Regions from separate parts of the Mus musculus genome. Here region 1 is linked to region 2. Evidence: chromatin contacts called from public HiChIP or PLAC-seq data. All regions are on one chromosome and are shown on one strand. The core of a region is the stretch at or near the end of the contact, and the rest is flanking DNA. Distances in the headings are between cores, read along the strand shown. Region 1 overlaps Gm35062 (a long non-coding RNA gene). Region 2 has its middle 17 kb from the start of Hmga2.

Region 1 (5,852 bases), core at 838-3,337, 200 kb after region 2:
GATAATTCAATTTTTTTTTTATTTTGGGGGGGAGGAGAGTGTGGAGCTAGAATTAAACCCAGCACATTGGCAAGCCAGGCAAGTTCTCTACCATTGAGCCACACTGCCAAGTCCCCTGAAAGTGATTTTTAATATCGTCTGCCTCAAGGCGACTGACAACACGATCCCCTTTGGTGTTTTGTGTAGGCAAATTCGTTTTCTGTGTAGACAGACATATAGACTTTACCTGAGCCCAGGGAACGCTGGGATATGAGGAAATGCAGAGTCTGCTTGCTAATGAACAAGGACAGTGGGTAGCATTCCCAGCATTTTAGGGGACAGCAGAGAGAACAGCTTAAAAATTAAACACCTTCATTTCTACCTTAGATTTACACTACCAACCCTCTTGCTTTCCTCTGCTTTCTCCTGTTCCTCCTCCACCTCTCCCTTCTCCATCTCTTCCTCCTCCCTGTTCTTCTTCTCCATTTCTCTGTAGTTATTCCTTTGAGATCTGCCCAGGTCCTCCTTTCTCATCCATGGTTCACATCCCATCACCTAACACTGCTCACAATCATCCGGGGAGACACACTTTCACTTACACACTTTTCAAACAGGAAGTTAAGAAAGCACAATGGAACCGAGGCTGAGCTGAGCTATTGTCCTGGAAAAAGATCTCATTACAATGATATGAAAGGGTTTTGTTTTTTGGGGTTTTGGTTTTTTTGGGGGGCTGTAAAACAGGAGGCATATTTATGCCCTCCTAAAGATGAATAGACTTATTTATAGGTAGGCAGACATTCCATATGATAAGCTAAAATTAATCATGCTGCTGAAGAGGTTGGAGTCCAAATTAAATATAGAAGGGCAGCCCGGCTCTTCCTCTGGTGTGCTTTAATGAAGACTACAGAGGCCGGAGAAATATTTATATTCTTTCATTCATATTTTCGGAATTGCCTCATGTCTCAGTCCAGACACACCCCACACCCCCATCCACACACACAATCTCTCATTTAAGGGAAGGAACTTCAAAATGAACGTGGATATTCTCAACTCAGTGTATCTTGAAGAAGAAGAAGAGGAGAAGAGGAGGAGGTAGAGGAAAGGAAGAAAGGAAAAGAGAGGGGTGAGAGAGGGGGGGTATTAGTGGGACTGCTCTTTTTAAAAACAGCAGCTCCCTTAAAACCAGATGACTTCCGTGGGTGATACACATGGGGTTCACCTACCAGTACTTTGTACAGCACATGATGTCTTAGGGGGAGTGAGTGAGTGAGAGAGAGACTTGGACCAGTACTTAGACTGTCTTTAGGTGACTGCCATAGGTTTCCCCAGTGAGCGCCATAGATAAGGGTTCTTTCCCAAGCTGCCTAACTGCCTGTGGTTGACAAAAGTCCCTGTCAAGCACTTGGGGTAATGTAGTTAAAGATGGATGCTAGTGGTGAGGGAAGACTCTTTAAGCCAAATGTCTTGCTGCCTTCTCCTGATGAAGTTCAAGGGTAGAGATGACCTGTCTTCCTATGTTTCCTATTAACAGTAGGACTAGAGACCTCAGCTGAACTGCAGAATCGAGGGTCAGGAAGAGACTCCTAATTATTCTGGTCTTGAGTCAGGCTTAAATGATATCTCTTCCATTCTGGCTCCACATCCAGATTCTCTCTGCAGAGTCACATAGCTGGATCATGGCACCCCAAGTGAGAAAATAACATCTTCAGACAGTGGGAGATAAGGAGGCAGAGGAGTGTCCCAGGCCTGGGCGGGGGGCGGGGGAGGGGCGTGCATGTTGATATCACTGAGTTATGAACTATTTCCTTTTAATCCGGTTTCAAAAGATGACTTCCTCCATATGTGATTAATTCTGCCTATAACTACAAGGAACTGCATATTTTAGAGCCGGAGTGTCATCAGTACGAATGTTTAAACAATCTCTGTGGTCTCTTTCCCACACACTGATTTAACATGTATATAAAAAGGCTTTCGGAATGAGCGTTTCACATTTGCTTCTCGAACTTCACCGTCTGTTTTCAGTAAATCGTGAAGATGAAACTCTCCCCATTCATGCCTGGAGCGCTGGCCAATTGCAACTGCGGAATGCGCATTCAGGACCTCTCACGAATGCGGTTCCCTTCTCGCGAACCCAGCCCGCCCAGCCTGCCGCCTGTTCTTTCCCCAACGAAATCAACAAGACCGCAGCGGAAAGGTTTCATGGTCAAGAAGGCTGACCTAGTCTCCTAATGAATGTGAGAACAGTAGGGGCCACATAGGTTCAAGTCCTCCCTCCCTCCTACATTTGCATCTGTCCCCACCCTGTAATGGCCCCAGTTCACATTTTACTGCTGTATTGGGAGCAGAATCTCTTTTCAGTTTAAAGTGTCCCAGGTTGAACTGAGATCTGTATGAGACTGTCTACTGTCACATCCAACTGAGGTCTCTACTGTTCGGTTGCTTTATGTAGGAGAAGGGGGTGGTTTGGTTTGGTCTGGTCTGGCTTTTTGTTTGTTGTCTGTTTTTGTTTGTTTTGCTTTTTGTTTTTTGTTAGTTTGTTTTTTTGTAATTGTTGTTGTCTTTTTTCAAGACAGGGTTTCTCTGTGTAGCCTTGGCTGTCCTGAAACTCACTCTGGAGACTGGCCTCCAACTCACCGAGATCCACCTGTTTCTGACTCCCAAGTGCTGGGCTTAAAGGTGTGTACTGTTGCTACCACCCTCTCAACCTGTGTTTTCTGGCTCTCACCTTGTTTTTTTTTTCTGGGTGTAGCAGCAATTGGTGCTGGAATTCGAATCCCAGCATCTCCTTTCAAGCGGGCGAAACCGTCAGAAACCAATCTCAGAGTTAACAAAGTTAGCTAACAAAGACAAGACCTCTGCAAAACGGAAGACCACAACGTCCCCATCCCGGACGTCATCTGCTGCCCTTCTTGACCTGACTCAGGAGATAAACGCCCATTCTCCAGGGCGGGCAAGTAAAGTCATTAGAGCATAGACAGTGGGAGAGAGTGGCTCCTCTCCCTGATAAGATGGAAACAGAGAACCAAAGACCCTTGAAGAAGGGAGGAGAGGTGGCAGAGGTGGAGACTGCAGGCAGAGGCAGTTTACAAGGGCAGAGGCAAAATGGAGTCTTTTGTTTGGAATTTCAAAACAGCCAAGACAGAGCATTAAGGCAAGTCAAGGGTTTTTTTGTTTTTGTTTTTGTTTTTTTTTCTGAGCAGGAAGGCTAGTGTGAGGTGCCACAAGGACTGTGTTCAGACAGCAGGCCCTCCTCAGAAGAGATAAATTGTTGATGTGCCTAGCAAATATTCTCTGAAAGGTTCCCCAACCTCAGACGGTACCACCAGTATTCAGGGCAGAACTACGGGCTTCCCAGTGTACCCAGAGACTGAAGAGCACAGCCCCCCTCCCAGTTGTCTGTTTTCATTACAATTAAACATTCTACATTCTGGGAAAGAGAGAGTCCGCAAGCAGGAGGTAAATATTTTTGCCATCTTTGAAAAAAGGATGAAGGCTGAGAGTCACAAAATTACATTGATTTAAAGAAGTAGGGGAAATTGATATGTTTTGCTCACTTCGGTTTGTAGGCTGAAATTTATTCCACATATGTCTTTATAAATATTTAAGTATATAAAACCAAATGTTTAATATAAGATCCACATTGTAAATATTCCTTTGAGAGTATTTTTCTGCATGGACTGGAATGGCTGAACTTCTTAAAATATAAGTCCAAGGGGCGGAGGGGACAGAGCCTGCGTTTTTGGTAACCCTCCCTGGAATACCCACAGGCTGTCTCCACTGCTGCAAGGAGTTTTAATGTACATTTAAAATTCTAAAATTCTGAACTTTTTTTTTTTTTTTTGTCTCTTCCAACATTTTCCTTGTCCATTTCCCATGCAAAGAATCCCTGGATGGTGGGTTCTGTGGGCTGAGGCCTCTGCACCGCTTTTGTTAACTGATTACAGAATTGAACTTGTTTTTCTCCTCCTAATGACAGTCAATGTCTTCTTAAACACCCACTCCTCTTTGTAGTAGTTATCTTACTGGAGCAAGTTAGTGAGCTACAGTACCCTCCTCTGTCACATCAGGATCACAGCCACCTCCTGGGGTGTTGGCAAGGTTAAGAAGTGTCTTGTGGGTCACCTGGTAGATGGCTGTTGTTTGGCCCAGGATATGACTCCACCATACTGATTAGACTATAGTGACTGTTTCTATTTTGAATTCATGGTTACCGAAGGGGTAAGGGGGTGGACTTTGTTGTTTTGTTTTTTCATAGATAAATACTCTCAACCTTTTGACCTCCACACATGCCATGGCATTTATTCCTCTTCACATTTATATTTATAAATAAATAAATAAATAAAGCAAGCAACAGGGTAAAAAGGACTAGAGAAGCCGCAGTCTTCACTGATCTTCAAAGTGAATGAGAACAGTTCATCTCATCTCATCTCAGTGAAGGTGACTTGGCTCACAGGGGAACCTCAGAGCTCCCTGCCGGCATGAATGTGGCCTGGGATCCTCCCGCCGCCCCACCCCCACCCCCTTGCCAGTGAAACTCTAACTGTATCTATTACTATATATCGCCTAAGTAAGATTTTTAGCAAAAAAAAAAAAAAAAAAAAAAAACCTTTGTAGCCAACAGAAACAAAAGCAAATGAAACGATCTGACCCGGTGCACCCTCTTCTTTCAGAGTCAGTGACAGTTAACCCTAGAAAATGTAAGCGTCTTGACCGATATCGCACACCAAATCAGTGGCAGAGCCCAGAGTAAGCTGAGCTCCCGCCCCCCTCCAGCTGAAAGAGGCAGCTAAAGCCGCAGAAGTTACAGGGCCAAGATTCACACCTTACACTTCAAATGTGCAAAACAGTAGCTTATTTATTTTATAAAACTGATGTAATCTCGTCCAAAAGCCCTCGTTTCGACAGACGGCAGAAGTAGCTAACACTTGGGCAGTAACAGTCTCTTCGTCTCTTCTGGATGAGAGAGTGGGAGGGTGGGGCTACTCCACTGAACTCAACTTCGCAGCTCCCTAGCAAAGCAGATAGTACCTCCTGCGCATCACACCCACTACCCCAGCCCCTCCCCCTCCCCAGATGCTCTCTGGGTAGTTGAAAAGGCCTTGGGTGCTCGTGGGCAGCAGGAGGGGTACACACATCCTTTGCAGGCCCTGCTCTTTCCCTGGAACTCTCGCCACCTTCCGGCCTTGGCCTCTGCTCTCCCTCCTGTACTGTGTAAGTGTCTGCAGCTGGGATAATTTGCGGTCTGTTCTCTCAGCATGGGCAATCTGTGCTGATAGCTCCCAGGGAGCTGGGCTATCTCTCCTGTGAAAGTTCTACCCCAGGTGCCAGGGCTGTGGGGAAAGTCGTCATTGTCATCGGAAAAGAAGCAACTGCAGTTTAGGGAGGTCGCCTTGATCAGGGACCTCACCAGCTCAGAATTATCTAGAATTGTAGACATGATACCCTTAACTTTTTCTCGGGGTGCAAAAATTAAAAGCAGACACATAATTACTGTGGAAAGTAAGCCTTCTTGTTAAAGGCAGAAGAGTAAAAACACTGATGCCATTCCCTGCCCACTCCGCCCCGAAAAAACAGATGAGAACCAAAAAATAAAACAAACAAAACAAAACAAAAACCAACAACAAAAAAAGTCCTCTCAGCATCATGAATGAAGAAAAGAAATGGAAGAAATCACTCTAATCGCAAACCACAAACTATAAAAAATACCTGCCAAATATTACGGCATGAATGGAGATGAGGGAGGCCCCGGATGCTGGCCTGCAGGATCTAGATTTCTCTCAAATTAAGGGAGGCAGCTTAAAATGTGAACCCAATAGGCCTTTGATTAGAGAGGGGAGCTTGAAGGGGATTGAGGTCTGTCCTTGGAGACACCG
Region 2 (5,909 bases), core at 439-2,938:
AGCCCAGGCTAGGAAAAATTTGTGACCAGTGTCCGAGAGGAGGCTCTAGAGAAGGGACAAGGTGAGAAAAGGACCCTGATCTCCTCTCCTTTCTTGTCAGAGTTCTTAGGTCATGCTTCTATTGCTCAAACTCAAGGACAGCCACAGTCAAGGTACCCTGGATAACTGAGACCACCAGTCCGGGCCACTAAATAATCAGTTCTCAACCTGTGGCTCGTGACCCCTTTGGCAAACAAACCTCTGTCTCCAAAAATATTTACGTTACAATTCACAACAGGAGCAAAACTACAGTCCACGGGTGTCTCTGCCTGCCTTTCTCTTTCCACGCTCTGCGGGTGCTCAGCCTCTTCCTCTCGCCTAGAATGGTTACCTCATCTTCAAAGTATGGCCACTCCACCTCAAGTTCAGCAGCCACGTGCTAGACAAAACAGGAGCAAAATAAGGAAAACAGACTGGTCCAGAAATCCACAGCAGATTTTCACAAGGTCAGTCTCAGCTCCAGATGAGAGAGGCTGCAAAAATAAAAAATAAAATAAAAAAGTAAATAAAATATAAAATGTTTTACTACTCTGAATAAGTTCAGTTGGAATTTGTTTGCTCATTGAGATAAGGTCTTGCTTGCTCTGCAAGTCAGAAAGATCTTCAACTCTCTCTGTAGCCCAGGCTAATTCACATTTTATGATGCCCCTGCCTTAGCCTTATTGGGATTAGAGCCATGTGCCACCACACCTGATTGAGAATCTGTCATTTGAATATATATATACATATATATACACATATACATATATACACGTATACACGTATACATATATACACACACACATATATGTGTGTATGTATATGTGCATATATATACATATATGTGTATATATATGTCTGTGAGCTGGGTGTATGTACATGTGCTCCTTCACATACTTGGGGCACACTTGTGTGTACAGGTACTCATGTGCACAAGCCTGTGGAAACCTAAGACTGCTGCTGGATAGCATCCTTAATGGCTTTCACATTTTATCTGAGGGTCTCTCGAGGTGTGGAGCTTAGCCAGTCAGCTTGCTCTGGGAATACCCCTGCCTCTACTTCTGCTTGCTGGGGTCACAGGTGGACACCAGGCCTACTCAGCTTTTCTGGGGGCCTTGAGAGTATGGACCCTGTGTCTCACGCTTGTCCCACAGGTGCTTCAGTGATTTTTAAAGAAAGAAGTCAACAGATAAATTCTGGGTAGCGGCTAGCAATGTTTGATACAAAAGAACAGTTTTGGTATAATCCAACACTCTCGTTTTTAATCATTTCAGCTTCTAATAATTTCAGATTTTAATATAGTCTCCCAAATGGAGACCTTGAGGAAGATGCTACTGGGGGAAGGGATGGAATGTTTGAGATCTAAGATGCCCTGAAGTTTGAGTGCAATAATGAGTTCACCGTGTTAGTAAATAGGAAGCAAGATGCCATTGAGACAGAACTGAGCGGGGAGGGAAACTGGACTGTTGTTTTCAATAATTCACTCCCTTCCTCTGTAAAATTACACTCTCTTGCTCTTTCACTCTGGAAGCCAAGCTTTGCGATACTGGCTGTATTGAAGTTGGGTTTGGTGACAGGAAATTTTTGGACAGCAGTTGGAAAGCAGAAGTGTCATGTGCCAGATCCAGGCCACAGGCTGTTCCTGCTTGTCATCTGAGAGTGGACACTCCACCACGTCAGAAACAGTCTCAGTCCTGCAATGAAGACACATGAAATAATATCAGAATGGATGCCTCGCCCTACAGAGTGAGGACTGGGTGCCAGTGGTCGAAGCCACTGGGCTTTGTGGTTGCTTATAATGCTGTTTGAGGGAAGGGCCATTGGTTCCAGTACTGGTAGTCATCTTCCGGAGCACAGGGAAGTGATGTCACTCCCACTAGGATGCTGCGCTCCCACTAGGATGCTGCGCTCCCACTAGGATGCTGCGCTCCGATCATAAACGCATACGGCGGAAGTGTTGCTGAGGGCACAGGGCCACTGGCGCATTGACATGTTGCTTCTTGAGATGTGATACAGTTGCTTGAGGAAACAAACTCTCATGAGAACCTTAAGAGTACAATTTCCACAGGGCTCGTCCTTAGGGACCTCAGAGTCAGCTCGAGACAACCCCAAGTCCAGTTCTCAGCATAAAGATTTATTTGTCTCAAATGGACAGAGAGCAGGGAATTAAAGACAGAGGCAAGAGTTAGAGAGAGATGGGGAAAGGAACAAGGGAGAGGGGAGAACGGGAGCAAGGGGAGTGTAATGGTATATTAGTCCAGGGTGGGGGTGGGACATAACAAAGGACTGCCTCTGGATAGAGAGAAGACAGCCATGACCCATAGACAAATGTTGGTTTATAAAGGTGAAAGGGGAAATCACATGTTAGGATGAGTTGACTAATTTTAATTGGGCACGATAATTAAAGTGGCCAAAAGGGGGCTTTTGATGGTTGGACTTCAATGCTTTGATAACTGGACCTTGGTGGTCAGCCTCAGGGGGAGGAAGTGGCCAAATAAGGGACTAGCCCTTGGTGGCTAGCTTTAGGAATGTCATCTAATGGCTCTTAGCAAGGCAGAGGGAATAGAAGAAGTGCAAGGCTTTCCAGAGCCATGTTTGTCATGCTCATACCAACTAGAGTTTCTTCACTCAGCATGTCTATTCATATTACATATCATTTATGTATGTGTATATAAACAAAATGTAAACATCCACACAACCATACTGGCTAAAACACGGAAAAAGCACAAACATAAAATGTTCACGATCCGGTAACTGGAAAAATAAAATATCTGTCCATTCACGATATGGGATAGTACTCAACACTGAAAAAGACACGAAGCACTGGCATGCGCTACAACATGCTACAACCGTGTATGATTCTTGGAAAGAATATGCTGAGTCAGACTCTGAAGGATACTATTGTAAAATTTCATTAATGGGTTAGTGGTTAAGAACACTTACTGCTCTTCCAGAGGCCTGGAGTATCCATGTTGGACAGCTCACAACCATCTGTAGTCTCAGCTGCAGGGAATCTGAGGTCTGACCTCTGTGGCCAGTGAACATAGACTCACGGGCCCAGACGCATGCGTGCACATGCGCACATCCACCCCTCCCCCCTCACTCATATTAAATCTTTTAAAATAGTCTATTTATGTAAAATATCCAGAATTGCCAAAAGTACTGGTAAGGAAAGTCTATTCCTGTTCTGTGAGGAACAGAAAGCAGTGAAGAGCAGCTGCTGGCACTCAGACCTTCGCCTTTCAGAACGAGTAAAGGAATTCTACAGCTGGTTGTAGTAACGATTTCACAACTGTGAGTACACTAAAAACTAGTGAACTGGGCGCTCTAAACAGGCACATTGTTTGAGATGTAAACGGAATTTTAATATAGTCATTTAAAGCAGTGAACAAGGTTGGCCCTCCCTCAAGGCACCTGCTGTGACCTGGGACTCATCAGAATCACGCTGTCTCTGTCTCGCCAGATCTGGACCGTGACTAATGGGACACTAGACTGAGAAGTCGGTGTGATCTCTGTCCAACAGTGGTCAGGTTTTCTCTTCGTGATTCCAGGTGGCACTTTGGCCGGCTGTCCTCTCCAAAACCCTTCTTCAAATTTCACTGCAACTTTAAGACTCTTGGGAAGGACCTTCCTGGGTACTGTTTGTGCTGTTATAAAAACACAGCCAGGACCCCTCCTCTCATTTGCCCTCTTCCTTTCAGTTCTGCCTTCCCACCTGCTACTACTCAAGGGTGAAGAATTCCCTCTCTGAAGATGAAGCAGTGTTTGAGGTACTGTCTTGGTACATGACAGAGGAATGCACCCGGACTTGGGAACTGTTCATGGTAAAGAGCCTTACTCCCCCCCCCCCATTTTTTTCTCTCAGCAGCAAGAAGCAGACTAAGAAACTTGCCTGTGTAGGATAAAGACAGCTACTCTTGGCCTTGTTAGGTCCGACTCCAACTCAGTGGTTTTCAAGTTCCTATAAATTGTCTCCTCTAAAATGAGCACACACTCTACTAAAAGAAATCCCCACTGTAGAACATTCAAACAATTCAGAAATATTTGGACCCAAACATGAAAGATCCTCTTTCCCATCCTTTCTGTTTTGTATTTATTTTTCTTCTCAGAGGCAACTATTAGAAACAGTTGATATATATTCCAGTCCTTTACTTTAAAAATCTACATATGTATATTTATACAGGTATATATCTCTGTCCACATTCATATCCATTTTAATATCTACATCTTTGTTTTAGGAATGAGATCATACTATAGACATTGTTTGGGAACTTACTTTAAAAAAACAAAACAAAACAAACTTATATGGTGATTTGAATAAGAATGACCCCACAAGCCAGGCAGTGGTGGCGCGTGCCTTTAATCCCAGCACTCGGGAGGCAGAGGCAGGCAGATTTCTGAGTTCGAGGCCAGCCTGGTCTACAGAGTGAGTTCCAGGACAGCCAGGGCTATACAGAGAAACCCTGTCTCGAAAACAAAACAAAACAAAACAAAACAAAACAAGAAATCCTTAGGGCTGGAGAGATGGCTCAGTGGTTAAGAGCACTGACTGCTCTTCCATAGGTCCTGAGTTCAAATCCCAGCAACCACATGGTGGCTCACAACCATCCTTAATGAAATCTGACACCCTCTTCTGGAGTGTCTGGGGACAGCTACAGTGTAGTTACATATAATAAATAAATCTTAAAAAAAAAAATCCTTAAAAAGTGCAGTTCAAGATCACAACATGCCTTCACAGTAACTTTGTTCAAAGACATGGGCTGCAAGATGACTCAGCAGAAAAAAGCACTTGCCACCAAGCCTGATGACCTAAGGCACCCAGAACCCACATCCTAGAAGTAGATAAGGGACCCCTCCAAATTGTCCTGTGTGTGCTCCACTGCACATATATACACAAAATAAATAAACACGCATACACAGGTATATATTTCACTCCTGTGTGTGTGTGTGTGTGTGTGTGTGTGTGTGTGTTTGTATGTAAAAACAGACACAGACATAGTTTACCTTGGAAATGACCAGGACTACAAACTTATAGTTTCTATTTCTGTGTAATAGCTGAAATGTAAGTAAGTCTACCTAAATGGAAACAGATTAGAGGTACTATGGAACCATAAGCCAAAATAAACTCCTCGCCCTGTAAGTTAACTTGGCCAGGGTGCTTTATCCTTATGTGATATAAGTGATTATTCCTTATGTGAACTTAAAGTCTCATCTATATTTAAGATAAAACACCAGCACTCGGGAGGCAGAGGCAGGCGGATCTCTGAGTTTGAGGCCAGCCTGGTCTACAAAGTGAGTTCCAGGACAGCCAAGACTACACAGAGAAACCCTGTCTCGGAAAACCAAAAAAAAAAAAAAAGAAAGAAAAGAAAAAATAATATAGAACCACACTTGGTGAGATATCATTCCTATTTCTTGTCCAAACTGCAAACTCTTTCCTTGAAATCAGATCCTTTGTGTCTGTATTCTTTTGGGGGTTTTGTTTGTTTGTTTGTTTTTGTTTTGTTTTTTGAGACAGGGTTTCTCTGTGTAGCCCTGACTGTCCTGGAACTCACTTTGTAGACCAGGCTGGCCTTGAACTCAGAAATCCACCTGCCTCTGCCTCCCGAGTGCTGGGATTAAAGGAGTGTGCCACCACCAACCGGCTGTGTCTGTATTCTTTGGCCTCTTCCTATGACTCACTGGAGAGAGGCTCAGAGGTTAAGAGCAAGTGCTGTCCTGGCAGAAGACCTAAGCTCAGCTCCCAGCACCCATGTCTGATGGTTTACAACCATCTGGAACCACAGCATCCAGGGAGCCAATGCTCTTTTCTGGCCTGCCAAGAGCATTTGTAATCACATGAACATACTTACACCCAGAGTTACTGGAATACACACAATTGAAAAGTAAGA

What was found. HiChIP or PLAC-seq counts read pairs in DNA pulled down with a chosen protein or histone mark.
Region 1: an H3K4me3 HiChIP or PLAC-seq map of bone marrow-derived macrophages shows a contact between it and region 2, with 3 times the contacts expected there. The contact joins two enhancer-like sites. A contact is called at or near these places in 1 of 15 datasets of contacts at CTCF or cohesin (the NIH/3T3 cell line), 29 of 484 Hi-C or Micro-C datasets (the 3T3-L1 cell line, the AML12 cell line, the C2C12 cell line and 14 more), 7 of 115 datasets of contacts at active chromatin or transcription factors (the HPC-7 cell line, acute myeloid leukemia, bone marrow-derived macrophages and 3 more) and 1 of 9 other capture datasets (embryonic stem cells).

Annotation. Positions count from the first base shown.
Region 1 is chr10:120,692,599-120,698,450 of GRCm38.p6, forward strand. It overlaps Gm35062 (a long non-coding RNA gene), which reads left to right. Exons shown (of 3, transcript XR_872122.1): 2 at 2,002-2,213; 3 at 2,553-2,581. Among named protein-coding and RNA genes, the nearest start is that of Gm35062, 7.1 kb to the left of the region's middle. Within about 2 kb of position 2,088, at least 25 of the 459 cell types and tissues checked have an H3K27ac peak or open chromatin away from gene starts, as enhancers often do. A contact at or near this core is called in bone marrow-derived macrophages, where this site is marked.
Region 2 is chr10:120,490,028-120,495,936 of GRCm38.p6, forward strand. No RefSeq gene overlaps it. Among named protein-coding and RNA genes, the nearest start is that of Hmga2, 17 kb to the left of the region's middle. Within about 2 kb of position 1,689, at least 5 of the 459 cell types and tissues checked have an H3K27ac peak or open chromatin away from gene starts, as enhancers often do. A contact at or near this core is called in bone marrow-derived macrophages, where this site is marked.